2 separate regions of the Mus musculus genome follow, and region 2 is linked to region 1. A link is a contact called in public promoter capture Hi-C data. All regions are on one chromosome and are shown on one strand. Each heading gives the region's core, a stretch centred on a gene start, on an enhancer-like site or on the middle of the called end of the contact. The rest is flanking DNA. Distances are from core to core; before and after follow the strand shown.

The links. Promoter capture Hi-C pulls out the DNA fragments that hold promoters and counts their contacts.
Region 2: a contact with region 1 is called in a promoter capture Hi-C map of pre-B cells. The contact joins the promoter of Galnt7 here to the promoter of Cep44 in region 1. A contact is called at or near these places in 12 of 39 promoter capture datasets (the HPC-7 cell line, HPC-7-derived erythroid cells, cranial neural crest and 9 more), 6 of 484 Hi-C or Micro-C datasets (CD4 T cells, CD8 T cells, Th1 cells and 2 more), 8 of 115 datasets of contacts at active chromatin or transcription factors (astrocytes, double positive thymocytes, embryonic limb bud and 5 more) and 2 of 9 other capture datasets (adipose tissue and liver).

Annotation. Positions count from the first base shown.
Region 1 is chr8:56,546,658-56,554,358 of GRCm38.p6, forward strand. It overlaps Cep44 (centrosomal protein 44), which reads right to left and starts at 3,909. Exons shown (of 11, transcript NM_001009951.1): 1 at 3,888-3,909; 2 at 731-867. The coding sequence starts at 819. It overlaps Fbxo8 (F-box protein 8), which reads left to right and starts at 4,497. Exons shown (of 6, transcript NM_015791.4): 1 at 4,497-4,719.
Region 2 is chr8:57,648,787-57,656,487 of GRCm38.p6, forward strand. Galnt7 (polypeptide N-acetylgalactosaminyltransferase 7) reads right to left here and starts at 4,269. Exons shown (of 12, transcript NM_144731.4): 1 at 4,067-4,269. The coding sequence starts at 4,192. AW046200 (expressed sequence AW046200) reads left to right here and starts at 2,967. Exons shown (of 4, transcript NR_040698.1): 1 at 2,967-3,201.

The DNA of each region.
Region 1 (7,701 bases), core at 2,659-5,158:
GAATGGCAGATTATATAATTAATAAAATCCATTATACTCCAGTGAGCTTAAAATTAGAGACAGTATCTAGACTGCGGTATATACAGCTAACAAACGGCCATCTTAAATTCTCTTGGGTTGAAATTTTTATTCATACTTATAAGTTCCTACAGTTTTCTGCTTTCTTAAATACATATACTTGAACATTATAACATTAGCTGTGTATATACACAAGTACATTTCTCTTGAATTTATTACAGCTGTTCACTGCGCACTCACACTCATCCACAACAGCACAGGCACCTCTGAAGGACAAAGGACAATTTGAGGGAGTTGGACCTTTTGTTTCAGTGTGAGGCCTGGGGATTGAAGTCAGGGTCATCAGGCTGGGCAGCCAGTCCCTGTACCAAGCTGTTAGCCCAAAAGTGAATTTAAATAGGGTCCATTAAAAAGAATTATTAGTTTCATCATGTCATATGTATCTCGAACGTTTTGTAAAATAATAATAATAATAAAAAAAAAAAAAACTAGCCAGGCAGTGGTGGCGCACGCCTTTAATCCCAGCACTAGGGAGGCAGAGGCAGGTGGATTTCTGAGTTTGAGGTCAGCCTGGTCTACAGAGTGAGTTCCAGGATAGCCTGGGCTACACAGAGAAACCCTGTCTCGAAAAACCAAAGGGAAAAAAAAAAGAAAGAAAGAAAGAAAAGAAAACCACCAGTACGTTTCAAATATCAAATGCATTGCGGCTTACCCGACATAATCCACCTCATTGGGGTAATTCAGTGACCGAAGCACTTGTTCTAGCTTCCGCAAGCTTCTCTTTAAGTCACCTGTTGCCATTATATTCCGATTCAGCTCCAACTCTCAAATAATCTTACAGCCTCTCATCTAAAAACGAAATGATGAAGTCTGGTGAACAGTGAACTTTGGGAAGCTGCTCTGCTCTACTGTGCACACATCTCCTTCATCTACTCTGTATGTCTCCCCAGCAGGTCACACCACCTACTTCCACTCCTCAGAACTTAGCACTTCTGTGGCAGGTTAAGGGCTTACTGCCTTGTGCCAACTCTCAACCCTAAGTGCAAACTTGGCTTCAACCTCATCCTCTACTTTTTCCTTTCAAAACACATAAGTATGTCTTGTATTTATGTTCTTCCAATGTACTTCATCTAGCACTCTCCCAAATGTTTTACCTTGAATGATAATGGACTATAATCTTTACTCAGTGAAAAGGAGACTTATTGGCTCAATGCCTGAGGGGCTATGGATCCTCACAGTGTAGAAGCCATCATGACATGGTGACAAGCAGCACAAGGTGGCAGGAATGCACAGTAGCTGCTAGCCTACATTACCCCAGACCAGAGGAAGGACAGCCGAGAACTGGTATCAGGCTACCTACCATCTTAAGGCATTTTCACTCCCCAAGCAACTTCCTCTAGCTAAGTCCCACCTCCCTAAGATTGCACAACCTGTCAAATTAGCACTCCAAGCTGGAAACCAAGTTATCAAACATATGAGCCTATGGAGGACACTTAACCTTCAAATCATAGCTGGTACCATTTGGAAAAAAATATCAAGTTGAAATGGCCGCTATCATTAATTACCCTGAATGCTTATAAAACCTACATAGTATAAACCAAAAAATGAAGATAAATTTAGCACAGATTTAAGTTATTATCCCCAGGGTTTGGATTTCATGTAGTTGCCAATTAGAGATGCTTATATTAAAAACCAAACCAAACTCATAGTTCACTAATATCTTGCTCAAGAAAATGACAAGAGTTCCTGGAGAAAAGAGATTCTCTGAAACTGAAGCTCCTTTAAAATGAAATCACTGAGAAAGAAAGAAAGAAAGAAAGAAAGAAAGAAAGAAAGAAAGAAAGAGAAAAAGAAAAAAAGAACAATTCAAGAATTAGATGAACTATACTTAGGGGTTTTTGTTCATGGGCTGTATTTCAGCAACGATTGACATATAATCACCCCTGCCCAGACACCTCTGCGTCTGTATAGGTCAGGAGAAGTATATAAAGCTGGCAATGTGCAGAATTCTAAGCCTGGGCCACCATCACTTCTGTGGCCATTTCTCTAGACTTGGGCACCTATTCCATGTCCGTGGCATAGCACCCCATTCGCAGTCTGCTCCTGCGGAGCGAGCTGCTGAATGTACTTTAAGTATCCTTGCACTGATGCTATGGTCAGCATGTTTGAAACACCAAATTACCTACTAAATAGTAAGATATTTAGACAATGAGGATTTTAGGGGGGGGACGGGGAAAGAAATCCTAAAATTAAATTATACAACATACTGGTCAAAACAGTAAGGCTTATTTCCCATCTTTCCAGATGCCGGGGCTAGAAAGACATACAGATATGTTAAGACAGACTTCCCAGACCAACCTTTATTGCCTAAGAAAGGTGACAGGGGAACTACTCTAGCCTCTGCTGTAACTACAAACACTGTGCCTGGGATTTAAGATTGCAGGTCTGATCTTGTTTTAGTTTCCAGACCCATCTGACAACACAATTGTTAGTTTTGTACATATCCTATCTTCCCAGGACATGCAATTTTATCCAATACTCGGTGCTACCTTTTCTTTTGCTGGTATCATAGAAGGCATTTATCTTTACATTATTTCTACTTCTGGTAATGAAATTTCGGACACTAAAGTATGCCCCAGGAACACATCCTCTTCATTACCAGCACAATAAACATTTTAAAGAAGAGTAAGATTCAAGTACAGCTTGTATCTGTAGGTGGAGGGAAAAGATATGACAGAAGAGAAAAACATAAAGGTATTTTTAAAAAAACAAGATCATAGAAGTATGTTTTCAAGAAAGGCTTTCCTAGTGTTTTTTAATTAGTAAATACTAAAATTATTACTATGAATTGAAGCTAATCAAGTACTGAAACATACTTTACACTTGACCATAATTAATCTGAGATAAAATTAAACTGTTACTTAAAAATTAGCATTTTCACTTTATATTACTTATCACAGGATATTAAATGAAGACCATATACAGATTCAATCATTAAGGTCTCACTGGTCTACCTAGCTTTCTGAAGAGTTAGGAACAAATCAAATCCACCAACCGAATTGCTGGAAGACATTGTGAGCACCGCACAAGATGGCTTTGGTGGGGAACGGAACCGATCTCAGGATCTTGGCATACCCAATGGCTCTACCACTGAGCTAGTCCCCCAGCTTTGCAGTTTAAGATACTTTGTTTCAAACCCAGCTCAATTTCGTAGCTGCTACAGGTCTTTAAAAACATGTCACAGGACTCCAAAATCATTTTGCCCAGGATAAAGTAACTAGCCTTTAATAATCACAGTGGATAGCTAGGATTTTGAAATTCCGCTTGACATATCTAAAAGACAAACTTTAAGATAAAGGGATACAAATCTGTAGAAACTAAACTTACAAAATCTCTCCGTAATAGATACTAGGAAAATGCTGTTGTAAGATCCGATGAGGGAACCGCTGTGTTCACGCATAAAACATTGTTAAAATGCTTGCAAATAATTCTGTAAAACAGTCTAGTGTAGCAGTAAGTCTAGAATACATATGTTAAAATTAGTTTTCTTTTCATACAGAGCAATCATAGGCCTCAAAGTAGATGGAGAATTCTTTTTTTTTTTTTTTTTTGGGGGGGGGGAGACACCATGAAGATGAAAACAAAGAGAACACGAAGGAAGGAGTACTTTTTCTATTCCGGACAGTCTTTTGAAGCTAGATGTATTTTTGACGGAAAGAAACTTAAAGGCATCTACAAAACAATTCAAAGAGGGCAGACTCCGATTCATTCTACTTGATGCCTTCCAAAACCATACCAGCTGGTACACAAGCAAGTCCCATCTCGAATTCCCTTTCTGCCTCTAAATTTAAAGGGATGAAAAGGTAGACCTGATCATTCGCCTACAACCCAGGAACCTCGGTGAGGACAGCAGAAGGGCCACCTTCGTCCAAGCCAGAGCACAGCAGGTCCACGAGCTCTGGCTCAGCCAGCAGCCCCTAAGCAAACTGAAAGGTTCCCAAGGCTACCGTACCAACACAGAAAGAAGAAGGGAGCACTAGAAACCCGAGAACGTGGCGGGAACCGGGTCTGCAGCCCCAGAGCCTTACGCCCGCGCCTCGGGTCGCCCCTCGTGCCGACGGTTTGTTTTTAGAACTCAGAGTTCGAGCCGAGAGTTCGAACAGCGGCTAAACATTCCGAGCCAGAGGCTGCCCCAAATGCTGGCATTCCTAGATGCAGATTCCACACTCCGTTCGCGCAGCTTCTTCAGGATACTCTACTGTCGTTAAAGTCTTATCAATTACATGTCTTTTATTGAATGTCACATTTCAAATTAGCATAATTTTGATGGCCAAAGCAGTTCAGAATGAGAAGCGGAAAAGTAAAGACTTTTTGGCGAATCTGAATGAGGAAAACGGAAATCTTTTTCCTTTAAGGAGCCGCTCCTCGACGTCACTTCCGGCAACAATAGGAAACGTCAAAACCTTGCAAGGTCCGCCACTCGGGCTTCTGCAGGCAGAGGTGCTGTGACTTCGCGGGAGTCTGGGGCGGCTTCTGGTTCCCTCGCAGCCATCGTGTTCTCCAGCGCGAACACGTGCGCTCTGGACAGGCCTCTCCATGGCTTGGGCACCAGTTCCCGGCTGAGCCATTTTCTTCTCGGCTGACAGCCCCCGCCCACAGGCCGAGTCGTCGCGGCGGCGGTGGAGATCCCAGGTCGCTCAGGTACTCGCGTCGGCACAGAGGCTTCCAATGCCTTGCTTCTTCCGCCCGCCCGGACGCTCTCACTTTTCTCCTCCGAAGTGAGGGGTAGGGATGCTTGCCACTTGATAGCCCTGGCCCAGCAAGCAACAGTTTAGGACCAATGGGTACTGTGAGACATTTTGAGTGACAGCAGCGGTGGCTTATTAAAATGGTGTATCAGAATCGAGAGGCGGGTGTGAGTCTCTTCTGTTTCTAGGCCATTGGTATAGAGGTCGATTTGGGACTCGCGGTAGCGACGTGGTGTCGTCCCTCTTGAAAGATGACAAACGGTGGAGGTTACTTTCTTCAGTTTCACGTATTGCTTTTGTGGTGGTTACAGCGTCGTTCGATGCCAAGGCACGCTTCATTTCTTACGGCGTCCCCTTAATACGAATTCAAACATATCCAGTTTAAGACCTCCGCTGATTGCTAGTTGCTACAGTCTCCAAACAGACTGTAAAATTGGTTCAACACTTTCCTTTTCGTTTTGTTTTTCTGTGGCTACGCTCCACTTTCCACATCGTATTACTCAGTACACATTGTCTAGACAAAAACCATAGAAGTTTGCAATTCTTACTCGATATATTTCTGGTTTATTTTTCGTTCTGTATTTACTAATTAATAATTGTGACTACTTAATTTATAAATGAGACATTTATTTGTAAAGACCCCCACCCCGCGCGCGCGCCATATTCTCTTCATTACCCTCAATACTGCAATTGAATACAAACTGTTGTTCATGTCAGTGTTTGCACTCCGTTTTTGTTTGTATTTTGAGACAAGGTCTCCTGTGTACTCCAGGCTGGCTCAGAATTCACTGTGTAGCCCCGACTGTCCCTAGCTAGCAATCCTTTTTCTTGGCCTTCCAAAGGCTTGGAAGTATGGTTTTGCAACAGGTCACTAAGTACTCTTCTCTTTGCTTTGGTTCTTTGGACTTTGGCACTTTCACTCCGACGAGAAGAGCTTCCGGCTACCTTTGTGAAAGGTTTTTGTTGTTGTTGTTGTTGTTTTTGTTTTTGTTTTGTTTTTACAATGTAGAGCAGGTCTCAGAATGAACAATAAATAAATTTATTATTTTCAGGTTAATTCAGAAACTTCTTGCTTATACAGTTTTTCTAAATTAACAATTACCTAAGTATCGTCATTAGTTTCATATTGCTGGTTTATGATTATCCCCAAATTTAATGCAGCTTAAAACAACAAACATGTACTATCTTGGTTTCTTTGAGTCAAGTATCAGGGCAACGTTCAACAGAGTAGTTCAGCTTGTTTCTTGAGGTCGTAGTTAGGCTGTGTTTGGGACTTGTGATACTATTGAGAGACTGCACTGAGATGGACTAAGGGTGCACTTCCAAGTGCATGCACATAGTTGCCAGCTGCCCTAGATTCTCCGCTAAGTGGGTTTTCTTCAGAAAACCCCCTTAGAGTATAGTATGGCTGTTGATTTCCCCTACAACAGACAAGCTGGGAGAAAGCATCCAACTGAGGGAAGATAACTATATTTTATAATCTAATCTTAGAAGTGATATCCTATCACTGCTATCATAGTGTGTTTGTTAAGAGTCTTTAACCCAACCCACATTAGAGAGGCAGAGGATAGATAACACAGGAGGCAAAATCGATGGAAGCCATTTTAGAGGCACCTGGAACAAATTCCGTGCCTGATAACTTTTAGCAGTTAAAAGTAATCACTACATAAGAATATCTTAGCCAAAGTATGTCCAAAAGAATTTAATTCTGACAAGGAAAAAAAAAAGCCTGATTTTGAAGTAACATGTGAATTATACTAGTATCAGCTCCTCCAGAAAAATAATTTAGAAATATTTTATATTAATTATCCTAAAGAATATTATTTAATATTGCCTGAAGGGTAGAGAATCTGAAAAGAGTGTTTGAGGTTATCTTTTACCCTTTTACATAGCTGAAATTGGGTCAAAATAAATGTATGGAAGATAGCTTTTGAGAAGGAAAGCAGTTAGGAAAAGGCTAGGGCTGGTTATAGATAAAATGCAGATCAGTGGAAAATTTCTGTTAAACCCATATGATCAAATAGGGGTGGGAAAAGTGTGCTTTGGAAATGTGCTTTGATTTTTTTAAAAAAGGATTTACATGGCAAGTGTGAGTGGTAGTGGGTTACAGAATAGGCTATACTCCATGTTGTTGTGTATATCAGTCCAAGGTGTACTCCTTAGAGACCTCTACTCAGCTGAAGCCAGAATATTTTACCTTGCTGCAAACCAGCAGCAGCAGCGAAACTTAGGATGAGACTTATAAAGCAAGGTTTATTAAAAATAAATTTAATACAGTTTTAGTAGGGACATTGATAAGGGAGAGAGAGGGAATTAATAAAACAAGGGTACACACCCCAAGTATGATCTTGGGCTTTTCAAGATAGAATTACATTAAAGTGTGTCAACAATAGCAATACATAAAATTTTGATGGCCTTGAAAGTTATAGTATTTAAAGGTTTTTAAAAAGTAAATAAACCTGTTTTAGATCTACTTGTTTTTATCTAGTCAGCATTCTGTTAGTCAATAAGATATGTTGGTTTATTGTATATTATATAAAGACCTAGGTTTAAAAAAGAACAATAACCTTTACTACCCATGCTTCACAAGAAAGTCAAGACTGTTTTGATTCTCATTGGTTCTTAGCAAGTACAGATTTGCAAGTCTCTTCCCTTTCTAAGCCCCTTGATTGTCCTGCACCACAAGCACCAGCTTCATTCTACACACTGGACTGCACGTCACCAGTACAGCTTTTGCCGACTAGCTTTAAAAGCTTAGTGGGAGCAAAAGATTCTCGCTTCATGTTTGTTATGGCACTATTTCGGCTATGCCTCAGTATAAAATTGTCCGTGCTTCTTCCCATGTTTGACAGGTACTGGAATCCTTATTTATTTGCAAAATGTTATCCAACTTTATTGGCACAAAACAGATATACAGTTCAAGTTTGAGCAATGA
Region 2 (7,701 bases), core at 3,019-5,518, 1.1 Mb after region 1:
ATGACTTAGCATGAGAACAGTCAGGGAGTATGCCTGGGGAAGACGGTGTCATTCTGGAACACACTAGTTTTATTTAATAAGTGGTGATCTTAAACTATCAATTAAAAAAAAAAGCTTACTTATAAACCACAAACAGAATGCACAATCTTGTCTTCTTAGCTTGTCCTAATGTAACAGTTATCATCTAGACTTCTTGACATCTCCCCTTCCACGTCCACCTTCCAAATCTTGGGGCCTTTACATCTCTGGCTGCACTTGAACCAATTTACATAATCACAGCAACCATCTGGCCAAACAATGTCAGGTGTGACCCCAACTTTTACTGTGGGCCTCCTGTCATCTGGTCTACAAACCAACGCATGCACACTTCCTTACAGGGAGCTACAGCGATCTTTCTAGAACATGAATATTGGTCATCTCTTTCATGCTTACACCCTTCAGTGACTTCCTACACTTAAGATGTAAACTCTTAGCGTGGTCCACAAGATCTAGCCTGTTTGTAGTATCATTCTATTTAGTATAACTCTCTGTGGTGGTTTGGACATGTTTGGCCCTGGAAGTGGCACTATTCAGAGGTGTGGCCTTGTTGGAGGGAAGTGTGTCACTGTGGGCGTAGCCTTTAAGACCCTCATCCTAGCTGCCTGGAAGCCAGTCTTCTAGAGACCTTCAGATGAAGATGTAGAACTGTGAGCTCCTCCTGCACTGTGCCTGCCTAGACACTGCCATGTTTCTGCCTTGATGATAGTGGCCTGAACCTCTAAACCTGTAAGCCAATCCCACTTAAATGTCCTTATAAAAGTTGCCTTGGTCACGCTGTCTGTTCACAGCAGTAAAACCCTAACCAACACACTCTCCGTGTTTCCATACATTGACCTTCCAGTTTCTCACCGTATCCTTGCTACTTCAGGTCTCAGGACCTTTGTACCCGCTGCTTCTGCTCCTTTCAGGACTGCCCTGCCCCACGTGCAGTTCAAACCTTTAGATTTCAGCTCAAAGGTCAGTTATTTAAATAAGATTTGTATACTCAAATCTCTCCGTTTTTCTCACCTCGTAAGGTTTCCCCTCATAACACAAGTGTATTCATGTGTTCCTTTCATAGCACAATTGTATCTGTATATTTGCCAAGGCTTGATAACATGTATTTTTCTCACCAGGCTGCAAACCCCGTGAAACTAAAGCAAGACGTGTTTCCTTAAATTGTGAGCACTGGACCTAGTATACAGCAGGCACTCACAAATGTTTGACTATATGAACAGAAATGATCATGTAATAGAGTTGTGGACATAGCTCCATGGGCAACATGTTTTCTGACCATGCAAAAGATTCCCTGGCACTCTACACATCTAGCATGGTGATACACGACTGCACTTTAATCCCTGCACTCAAGAGGTAAAGGCCGCAGGATCAGAAGTCTAAGGTCATCTTCAGACAGACTGGAAAGGTAAGGATATTTAAAATATCATTCAGCTTTGACAAACGCCAAGAGGCTCAGAAGAGGGAATTTTTGTCTTCACCTCACTGCTCTACAAAATTAAAGCAAAGACATCTTCAAAGTGCTCTTTACTTCCTGTAATAACAACTGTTCAAGACAGAAGCGGTCCTGAGTGGACGGAGCCACGGGCCTATCTGGTGGAAGCAGAGGCAGAACTTTCCTTCTGGAGGGATCAAAGAGGCCACATATAGAACCCACATCCAAGAAAGAGAAGCAGGTCCTCATAAAAGACCTGCAACCTCAACGGAAAAGTACCACAAGGTAGAGGAAAAACCCAGGACTCTGGGACTCAGCATCCCAATCGGCCCTAACTCTCCCCTAGCACTGGGTCTCAAGAACCCACAGGTTCCTTTTAATCAGAGGGAAGAGGCAGTCTTTAATGAACAAACACTCTTATGACATCTGACACCTAAATCGCTTTAGATTACTATTTGCTCGTAAGTTATTAATGCCCCCTGATACCTGAGCATTCTTTTTAATACAATGCTAGTAAATCTTGAAAAATCTTTGTCTATCTTGGGCAAAATACAGAAATGACAAGTTATACTAGGTCCATTGGCAAACTTATCAAATAAATTGTACAAAAAAATTAAGTTATGCTCACTTTATAGACAGTAAGGTGGGCACTATAGTTTATTATATATCAACACTAATAAACTACCTAGAAAGAAGTTATGATGCACCCCAACTTCTTTTTCCAACTTTTTGAGACTAGAGTCTCCTATAGGCCTAGCTGTCCTTGAACTTATATATGACCTTCTTCAGCTCCCCAAATGCTGGGATTACTGGCAGGCGCCACCGTGCTGGGTCCAATCATGGCTTTAAAAGGATCAGAACTACAGGACATTTTGAACATAACTAGTTATAGCAGGTTTTCAATTTCCTTCTCAGAAAAATGGGGCTTAGGATTTTCAGCATCATATAATGCCTCTTATATAAAAGAGCAGTTCATGACTTGAAAAAATCAATTTCAATATTCATCTCATCAAATCAGTTTGAGAGCAAAAATATACAAAAAAAAAATCACTCCAAACACAGTGAAAAGGAAAAAAAAATTCATCAATTTAGACTTTGGTGAGACTCCACTTCAGTAAGGCCAGCCCCAAATGCAGCAATTTACAGATTAAGTTGTGTGTGTCATAAGCATCAACTGAAGAGCCCTACTCTTGGAAGGTCGTCACAAGCTTTTCCCCTCAACTTCCTGACGCTAACTTTCCAAAAGTAAAATTAATAAAGTAGATTATGTAGCTGCAACGCTGATTTTGCAGAAGGCACTTTCTTAAGAGACTCCTCCCACGGCTGCTCAGCGTCTGTGTCCAGAACTCCTAGTGTCTCCCACTTCTTCTGAGTCTAACCTGGACTCGAGGTTGTGGGGCTTGGAGGGCTCGGGGATGAGGAACTCCGGGGGAGCAGGGGGTGTAACGGTTCACCAAGCTGAGGGGGTGGGGGTTAAGCTGGGGAGGTGCGAAGCAGTTCGCGCCGCCAACTGCCGGGGCGAGCGTAGCGCAGTGGCCGGATCCCGGTAACTAAAGTTCCGAGAAGCCTGACTAAACCCTCAAAGCCGGGACTGTCAAGACTAACGCCGGCGCCGAGGGCGGCAGACGGATGCGTCCCAGCGGAGCGCGCCTCTCGGCGTCAGGCTGATGGAACAGGCAGCGAGGGGCGGCCAGGAGCCGGCACAAGTTAGGTCCTCGGCCGGAGCAGCCCAGGTAGGGCCGGGGGACTGGAGCCCGCTCCGGATCCGCAGGACGAGGGAGCACAGCGGGCGACCGGGGCTCCCAGGCGCCCCGGTGCAGGGACGCCGATCCGGGTGGGGACGTGTCTCTCCCCTGTCCGGGAATCGAAGGGACAAGGGGTGCGGGGCGAGGCCTCAGCTACACGTTGCACCCGGCTCCCGGCCACGGGAGTTGCGGAGAGGCGGCGCCGTGGGCTGGAGCCCGAGGCGGACAGGCTAGGGGCGCCCCCGCGGCGAGCACCCGGACTGGGCGGGGACCACAGGAGAGGCTGGACCGCGGGGCCTGCTCCACCGGACCACGGCGGCGGCGCCGGCATCTCGCCTCCTTCAGGCCTGCACGCGCCACAGGCCGCAGCTCGGACCAACCCCGCGCCCGCCTGCCGCCAGCGCGGGGGTCGTAGCCCCGAGTCGGACGCCGAGCAGCCTCGGCTCCGGGGAGCCGACTCTGTCCTGCGATTCCGCCCCGGCAGTCCCGGCGTTGGAGCGGCCGCCTATAGCCGCCACCACGGCCGCCGCGGCGGCCGCGGTAGCGGCAGCAGCAGCAGTAGCGCGGGTGACGGCGCTGAACCCGGGGCGGGGACGCGCGGGAGGAAGGGGCGGCCAGGGGGCGGGCCGGCGGCGGCCGAGGGGTACCCGCGGCGTAGGGCTAGGCGCCCCCGATCGGCCGGCGCCGGGCCAGCGCCACCTGCGGAGCTGCGGCGCCCACGCGGCCGCGACCCCGCCGCCCCTTGCTCCCGCCACATACACACACACACACACACACACACACACTCACGCGCGCGCGCAAAAAAACAAGTTGCAGGTCGCCTCTGCCGGAGGGGGCCAGGCGGGTCACTCACCCTCATCCTGCTCAGTGGGCTCTGGTCGTCGGGCCGCGAGGACAGGGAAGACCAGAGGACCACGAGCCCCAGGAAGCTTCCCACCACCAGCAAACTGCGTAAGATGAACCCGATCTTCAGCCTCATCTTCCTCCGGCGGCGAGAGACACACAGCCCGGCGCAGCCGCCGCCACCGCTCTCCCCTCCCTCCTTCCCCCTCCCCCGGCCCTCCTCCTCCTCCTCCTCCTTCCCCCCCCCCCCCCCCCCGGATCACTACGCCCGCCGCCCTCCCCACCGCCTGCCCTCTCCAGCACCAGATCCGGAACTCCCCTCGGCTTTACCTTCCCCTGGCTCGCCCCTCCGCCCCCTCCCCGCGCCTGCCTCTGCACTGCTCTGCCGCACCCCCTCCCCTCCGCCGGCCTCCGCAGAGCTCCGACCGGCCGGCGTGTGTAGCTTTCCAGGCTTCCCTTCTCTCTACCTGCCCGCTCTAGCTCCGCAGTACCCCCTTCCTCCACCCGCGACCGCGAGAACCCACCCCCCACCACCCGCGAGTCCCTAGTAACCTTGGAACTAACTTAACACTTTCCCCCAGGTCTGGTCTTAGCCTTTGCCCTAAGGCTCCGCTTCCTAAAGCTTGCAGATCCCCAAACTTTTATTGTAATTAGGGACCAAAACTCTGTCCTTGACGCCCGTGCCCTGCCAGGATGCTGCCGCCCGGTGCCCCTCAGGTGGACCTGCAGACGCCCTAGGCTGCCCTGCCCTTCCCGACGCCCACTGCTCAATCTCCCCAGCCAGAGGCTTGCAGGAAGGAAACCAGGAAGTCAGCCACCGCTGCTGCAGCAGTAACTCCACGTGGCTGATTTATAGCTGTTTTTTTTTTTTTTAATCTTGTTTTTTCACAGGGCTCCTTAAGGAGGTGGATTTGTAATCGAAAGGCCCAGGTGAGATGTGCAAACACCACAGAACTAAAAGAGGACTCACTTGGAAAGGCAGTATTGCCTTCTCTCTTGGGCTAATTAGAAAGCCAAGTCGACTAGCTAATTCTCACTACGGTCCCTGTTAATGGACTTGCAAGTTCCTACTCTGGGGAAAGTGGATTTCGGGCTTTTAAAACGTTCCGTACATGCATCGTTGCTTCTCTCACAACTGACTTTTCCAGGAAAGGATATTGGCAAATGTTTAGCTACACGCCTCTCCCTTGTACATTGTGCCAAAGATGTCAATCACTTTAAATCACAGTCTGCAGTGTGTGCCATACCCCTAAACTACTCAATTTGTTGAACAAATGCTTTTCGGTAGCAGGTTTAAGGATGGCGTAAATTGACCTTTTTAATCCTAATATTGCCTTATCTGCATGTATTTTGCTTTCGAAACAAGTGAAACTTGGTTAAGTCTCCCCTAGTGATCAACAGTATATGCATTGTTATTCAGATATGGTTGTCCACTATTGAGAAGATGGAAAACTGACTGTGATTATGAGCATAGCTGGGAAGTAGCCCTCATCGCTGAAGTGATGGGAGCTCACCCAACTGCTGTTAGTAGTCTAAGATGACCTTGCCACCACAACTTGAAATATGCAAGGCCAAAAAGTTAGAAAATGATAACCAGGTATTCGGTTGTAAAAGCCGGTGTTCCTCTGAGTTCTTAACATTGTTTAAGTGAAACTGAAAGTATACCTTAAAATATACGATTTTCGCCACACTTGTTGGCAGTTAGCCTTTGTAGAGAACTCTTTAGAAAATGAGAAGCTATGTTAAATGATTGGGTCAGGAAAAAGTCACACTTAGCCTCTCTGAGCCTAGGGCCCTTATCTGCCAAAATCATGATTATAATACTTCATAGTATTGCCAAAAGAGATAATTGAGGCCAAGTGCACATGCAGATAATAAAATAAAGCACAGATAATACGAATAGGGTAAGTCTTGGTGATTATGGGTATAATTCTTGTGAACGCCGCAGCTATTACTGCATGTAGAGATTGCCACTCTGAGCTGTTTCCGACTTGTTGATCCTTGGGTTAGTGGTCCCTGAAGAGAGTAAAGAGTTGCACCTAATGGGAGGGGAGATATGAAGAAGAGAAGCAGTAGTCTCTGACAGGTTATGAGGTCACATGTGAATGGTGACAGGGTTGCCTTTGCCTCTGAGGCCAGCTGGAGACTCATTGCAAAGGAATAAAACTTCTGAGCAGACAGTATGTACCCAGTGGTTCACGCCTGTCGTCTAAGCTTTCTACCGCCTGAGATTGGTGTCCGATGTTCTTTGAATTCAGAGGTTTTCTCATCTTGCCAACACATGCACTGTCTTTGCCAAACAGTATAATCATCTTGTGTTTACTCTAAAATGTTTTCAGGATTCCACAGGTCAGAACCTTTTAAGGGTTTGGTGATGTTTAAAAAATCATCACCCACATGAACTCTGCTAAAGAGGACCTACACACACACACACACACACACACACACACACACACACACACACACACACACACGGAACTGTGCCTGCTTTGGGGCTACACTCTCCAGGGCATCTTAGCCTCCTCATACTGTACCCAAGCTAGGGGAACTATTTCTAAATGTCAGTGCTCGCCTGCAGGCCTTTCTACAGAGATCTCCTTTTCAAACCTGCAGTATCTTCTGACACCTTAACATTAAACTTTATTGTCAGTTACAAAAGCCTTTTCTAGACTCTAACCTGTTCCTGTACACCAAGATATTGGCCAGGAACCCCACCTTCTACTCCCTCTCCTCCCTAAGAATTACCACTTTGTTGTGACTGCTTAATTCCACTTGCGAATAAAAAGTTACATGACATTGGAGACTTGTCTATGGAGTTTGTTGTATTCCTGTGTCAGATGTGTAGGAAGGCTTTAATATTTTTGGTGGAACACTGGAAATAGTTGGACTAAAAATACAAAGGGGGAATAAAGCTTAGAAGAGGGCTTAGGAGCACTTCACCTCTGATTGTTCTCTACCTAGAGGCTGCCTTCGGAGAACAAAACATTGAAGGGTTTATTCCATTAGATCGGCGACTGTTTTACAGTAGTACTATCAGTTGGTAAGCTATTGTTTGCCACCTACTTTGTTGATAGTCTACCGTGGCTACTCAAGCTAAAAGAGTCACAGTTTCAATCTAAATCCGGATAGTCCCCCTAACAGTAGATTACTGTTCCTATCATAAGCATAATAAAAAAATCCTGTGCTGTACTCAATCTGGAATGAAACACTTGTCAAAGGCTGCCATTTGAGGGGATTAATGGTCTCCTACCATGTTTTGAAGGTTCATTGAAAGCTCTCTTTGATTTCATACGGTAGAATACTACATCTTCCTAGCTGGGTACTGTTTATAGCACCTGCAATACAGACCTCTTCTGACTTAGCCATTTTTGAAGAGGTAATTGAAACACATTTTGTCGTTCTTCTTCAAAACCCCAATCACCAGCTCTTTCTTGCTCTTAGAATTAATCCGAATGCCTCGGTTTGTGAGCGTGCATAGCCTTGTACCTTCTTGGTCACCACCGCTTCTCTATGTTACAGCTACGTCATTTTCTGTTTCTGAAACAGCTCAAGTTTCTTCTTCCCTGTAGACCTGTAAGCATATCGCTCCTTTTTCTATAACATACTTCGTAATTGTTACATCAGCTGCCCCCATAAACTCTATAA